2 separate regions of the Gossypium hirsutum genome follow, and region 1 is linked to region 2. A link is a contact called in public Hi-C data. All regions are on one chromosome and are shown on one strand. Each heading gives the region's core, a stretch centred on a gene start, on an enhancer-like site or on the middle of the called end of the contact. The rest is flanking DNA. Distances are from core to core; before and after follow the strand shown.

The links. Hi-C and Micro-C count contacts between places; a contact is called where the count stands out from the background.
Region 1: a contact with region 2 is called in a Hi-C map of leaf, with 2.2 times the contacts expected there. The contact joins the promoter of LOC107950095 here to the promoter of LOC107950788 in region 2. A contact is called at or near these places in 2 of 34 Hi-C or Micro-C datasets (both in leaf).

Annotation. Positions count from the first base shown.
Region 1 is chrD03:19,413,646-19,416,345 of Gossypium_hirsutum_v2.1, reverse strand. It overlaps LOC107950095 (ATP-dependent Clp protease proteolytic subunit-related protein 4, chloroplastic), which reads left to right and starts at 1,401. Exons shown (of 5, transcript XM_016884839.2): 1 at 1,401-1,425; 2 at 1,576-1,595; 3 at 1,806-2,009; 4 at 2,444-2,557; 5 at 2,647-2,700. The coding sequence starts at 1,401. It overlaps LOC107950789, which reads left to right. Exons shown (of 2, transcript XM_016885747.2): 1 at 1-293; 2 at 434-1,505. The coding sequence ends at 498.
Region 2 is chrD03:19,131,407-19,134,106 of Gossypium_hirsutum_v2.1, reverse strand. LOC107950788 (bidirectional sugar transporter SWEET1) reads left to right here and starts at 1,279. Exons shown (of 6, transcript XM_016885744.2): 1 at 1,279-1,459; 2 at 1,562-1,598; 3 at 2,125-2,220. The coding sequence starts at 1,426.

The DNA.
Region 1 (2,700 bases), core at 152-2,651, 280 kb before region 2:
ATGCGTTTTAGCTTCTCCCAATTTCTTCTGCCCTGTTTTACCCTCCCAACTGCTCCTTTTGATTTCTTCTGATTCCATAACTTTTTCCTTCCTTTCAGCCGCCACAACTGCTTCTTCTTCATCACTCATCAACGGACTGCTTCTTCTTCTTCATCCGCTCGCCGGCTGCCAATCATCTGTGTTCATTTTTGGACAACAGTGTTTTGACAGTTCGTATTCCGTAGGACACCAGTACGAGAGGGGAAGATCCGTGTCGATGCTTCTCCATTGCCTGACATCCTTATACAAGAAAGGTTTTTTATTTGCTAACATTTTACATCTCATTCTGTTCTCTGAAAAAAAAACTTGATAATAATAATAATAACAAAAATCCGTCTAAAAGTAAGACCCCAAATCACAGCCCGCTGTCTCTTCTTCGCTGTTGGTGCTTCAGTTTCGTCCTCGTCGGTGTGCCTGCTCGTTGGTGCCGCCCTTGTATGGTTTTTCTCTGCTGGTTGAACTTCAATTTCTTCTCTCTTGTCGTGGAGTACTTCATACGCGGGATTGACGAAGGTGAAGTATTTAGTCCTTTTGTAACATTCTAATTAATCGAATCTGAATGAGTTAAAATTTTGATGTGTGATTTCAGTCGGCGCTCTTCAATTTCCTCTATTGTATACACCGACCATTGCCAAAAAAAAAAACACACACACACACAACAACAACAACAACAACAAAGTAATTAAGAGATAAAGAGAAGGGAAAACATTTGATTTCTAAATAGGCTGTTTTCGATTTTTGCCTTTTTCTCGTCTTCGAGTATTAAAATTTACTGTCTTATGACTTATTCCTTTTTTCTTCTTTTTTCTTCTTTTTTGATGGAAATGTTGTCTTTTGGCTTGAGTTTGTTTGATACATTTTTGCAAAATAATTGACTGTTTTGGGTGGCAACTGGCAAGGCAACAAATATAGTCACAATGTTATAGTTGTAAATTTAGCATTGGCGAAGTCGGAAGTAGAGTTGTCAATCTTTGTAAGAAAAAAATTGCTTTATTTTTTTAATCATGCGCATCTTCTTAGATGACTTCAACTTCTTGAACTTGATTCCTATCTCCATCAAGTAGAGTTATCTGCATAAAAAATGGCTTGTTACGTGGGCTTCTTAGGAATTGCTGTTCTAATTTAGCAATTTAGTTGTCTTGTTATGTTGTCTGTTGGTGTACTGAGATGAATTTGATGCTGAAATTTTATCTGAATTTTGGATTTGTAAGGGTGCTTGTTGTAATTGAATTTCAGTAGTTTTGTTTTGACAACACTGCTTTATTAATAAACTTATTTTGCTTTTCTAAAGCATAATATGTTTGTTTTTTAATCAGTTAAACAGAATTTTAATTGCTTATATGTATACATATTAGTGAATTATGAAGTTTGGCATTTTTTGTTATGGTAAGTTTTTCATTTTTTGGGGGTCAGATTTAATTTAGGTTTGCTTTAGTTTTGCGGGTTAGCTTCAAAGCTTGATGACATTGAAAAATTATTCAAGTATTTTAGTGTAAAGTTTGGGTTTTCTTCAAGGAGAGACGTGGAATTGAAAAGCTAGAGTGTTGGCGATTGAGGTTAGTCTCTATTATTGTTTTTATATTCTTTTCTACTTCTAAATTCAAAATCACCTAATACAAAATATGATTCTTTTTATTACTGTTTGCACTTTTATATTTCCTCAACAATTTCTAATTTGAGTTTATAGAAGCAATAAACCCATGTAGTAAATAGGATGCAATTGAATAAATTCATTCGTGTTGTGTTTCCCCGGAATTTTGTGATAGGTTATTCCGTTTTCGAGGGGAAGTGTATGGGAGCAACCTCCACCAGACTTATCATCGTTTTTGTACAAGAATCAGATAGTTTACTTGGGAATGTCGCTTGTTCCTTCTGTTACAGAGTTGATACTGGCTGAATTTCTTTACCTTCAATATGAATATGAGCAGAAGCCTATTTACTTGTACATAAACTCCACTGGAACAACCAAGGTATGATTTTCTTATTGGAAGTTGACCCTGTTCTAGAGACTGCAGTAGTTTCTGTTGCTATTGCCTTGTTGGCATTGAATGCTAAATGAATGCCAAGGAATGCAAGCTTATGTTTAGAATGCGTTCTGAATCTGTCTTCTATTAAAATGTATTTTATGTGAGCTTCGTAAGTAAAAAAAATATTTCTTTTTTTTTTCTGGCATTATTAAGATACTAAAATGTTGCGTTTGTTTGCTCCCTTTTTCTAACATTATTAAATTTTGTTTTCACATTTTTCAAGGTGGCGAGAAGTTGGGTTATGACTAAACTATAGGCTGCATAGATTGACCATAAATTTACTCATTAAAGCTGACTTTACAAATTTTGCTGTTGGATTTGCTTCCAAATTTGGGCTAAACACAACTGCTTGTTTCTTGTACGTATTACACTCAAAGGTTAAACTCTATGCCAAACATATGGGAAAATCAACTGAGCAGATTGAAGAAGATATAAGGCGCCCAAAATATTTTAGCCCCAGTGAAGCAGTTGAATATGGCATCATAGATAAGGTTCTCATACTCGAAGTGGTTATTTGTTCTGTACTAATTTTCTTGCATTTCTATGCTATATTCTTTTTTCTAATTTTTATAATTTGCAGGTATTGTACAATGAAAGGAGCAGTGAAGACAGTGGTGTTGTTTCTGACCTTAAA
Region 2 (2,700 bases), core at 30-2,529:
GATGAAAATATTGTTATCCATTTGATCTAACATTCATGATGCATGCAAAGGTGGGTCCTTAACTCCTACATAGATGTCATGACTGACTGTTGCTTGCACCCGATCCACTAATGACTCACTGTTGCATTTGATGCTAAGGAGATTACTTAATTTATTAACGCCACTAATTAATCCCCTGTCTTGCTTTCAGCTATGGTTGTTTTCACGCAACTTCTGTCTCGTCTTTTTAATTAAATTTTGTCATAGATTTTTGTGTTTTTTTTATAGTTTTGAAATTTAATTTCTATTTTTTTTATTTTCAAAAATTTAATTCTTTATTTTAATATTTTAAAATTTAAATCTAATCGCTTAATATTATTAAGTTAAATATATTAAAATATGTTTGTGTGGCATTTTAAAATAAAAAAATTACTCACACAATAGTCATGTAATAAATATATATGTTGTAATGAACTTAAAGATAACGAAATAATTTTAATAATATTAACAATTAAGACCTAAATTTTAAAATTTGAAAGATAAAAAACTAAATTCATAAAAATAAAAATATAATAACTAAATTTCAATTTTACGATTAGTACTGAACTTATGATTCTCTTGCATAATAAATTTCTTTCTTTTTTGTGAAACTAAAATTTTTTAGGCATTTTCAAATTTACTAGTTAGACATCCAACTAAATCTAGAATTGAACTAGATTGAATAGTATTATTTTCTCTATCTATAAAACTTGATTTAAAATATATCGAATTATTTATGACAACTAACAAGCATCTGTTAACGTGAAGTTGAATTTATAAAATTGAATTAAGATATTTTTATATAATTGGAGTTGATGAAAAAAATAAAATGTGGATCCTGAATTTTACTGCGGAAGCCTATTAAATACCACCTCCAAATACCATTTCATTTTCTTCATAAAATTTATACCGATCCTCGTGAGATGATTTCCCTCTGGTTACACATAAATTGAGCACTTGAGCTTACTCTTACTTGCAAAGAAAATGTTTGAAATGCGTGATTTATTTTGGAAAAAAACAATTTAACCAACCCTAAGAAGAAAATGAAGAAATGTTGGTTAAAAAATAAAGCAATCCCAATATTTAGGGGAATGGGATGGGGGGATTAAATATTTAACGTTTTACGCCTTGAGATAATCCGTCCAATAGTACTTTCAAAACAACCCCACTCAAGATCCAGTGGATAAGAACAAAACACATATTTCACTGTTTTGCACTCATTTTTCAACACATTTCTTTTTAATCCCTTCCTATTATTTTCTTTTTCTATATAAACACCCTTGCTTCTTGTTTGCTCCGCTCTTCTCCTTGTCATTTGTAAAATACACCTCTACTACTTCATTTGTTCCCCCGACCCCCCAACCCACCCCAGACTTCATTTGGATTAGGATCAAGTTTGATAACACAATGGAAGTTTTGCATTTCATTTTTGGTGTCTTTGGTGGGTTATCTTTCTTTTTTCTTTTTAAAAAACTGCCTTCCATCAAACTTTCTTATGAAACCGTATTCTCTGGTTTATGTTAATGTTTTTTTTTTATTATAGGGAATGCCACTGCTTTGTTCCTCTTCTTGGCTCCAACGTATGTAAAATAAAGCCACTGCTCTCACCTTCTCTGAAAACGAAAAAGAACAAAGCATAAGGAAAAAGATTAATCTTTTCTGTGTTTTTTATTCTTGCAACTTTAAATATAAAAACTCCATTCAAACAGGCTCTTCTTCATCAATGGAAGAACAAGTTTTCCTTTCTTTTTTCTCTCTCTGTATCTTATGTAATAAACAAAGACAAAAATTTCCCAGTTTTTGGTTTTCATAAATACGGTGGAAACAGAAAAAATCTTCTTGTTTCTTTCCCAAAGAAAGAAGAAAGCTTTGGCTTTTCTTAATGTAATTTTCTTAAATTTCTTCTCTTTTCCTTTTCAGCAAAAATGGCTACAATTTTTTTCCTTCTCTATACATTTTGGGAATGATGTATTGGTTTCACCTCTTTATTAATATTTTTGTCCAAAAACGGTAATTAGGAACAACTATGAAAGAAAAAAAAAAGATTGTGAGCTACCATTCAAAGATTAATTATGAAAATTTGTGTTATGTTTTAACATTTTGAAGGATAACATTTACGAGGATCATTAGGAGTAAGTCTACAGAGCAATTCTCGGGAATACCCTATGTCATGACCTTGCTCAACTGTCTCCTCTCTGCTTGGTGAGCCTTTCTCTTTCATTTTCAAGTTTCAACTACCCTAATTACCGTTTTACCCTTTTAATAAACTGTTCAAGATATACACTGATTTTAAGTTCAATTATATAAAAAAATTTATGTTGGCACAAATTAAAATGTTTGTTTTTAAAATCCATTCAATCTCTTGTAAAATAGTTTGTCTTTATTTTTCGTGGCTTGACATGAGCTCAATGGGATGGTCCGGTTCCAGACATAATGGTCCAAAATTTCTTTAGCTTATTCATATTATACTCTGCCCTGATTTTATCAAATGTTTAACTTTTCAAGAATTTATCGGATATTAACCTTTGGGCTTTCCCTTTTTATATATTTCTTTGATCCTCCTATTTCTAGATCACGTCAAATTGTTTCGCACTTGTATTTCTCAAGGAGACAAAAACAATGTCTAAAACAACAAATGCATGGACAACCAAACCTTGTTCAACTTGTTTTTTAATTTTGATC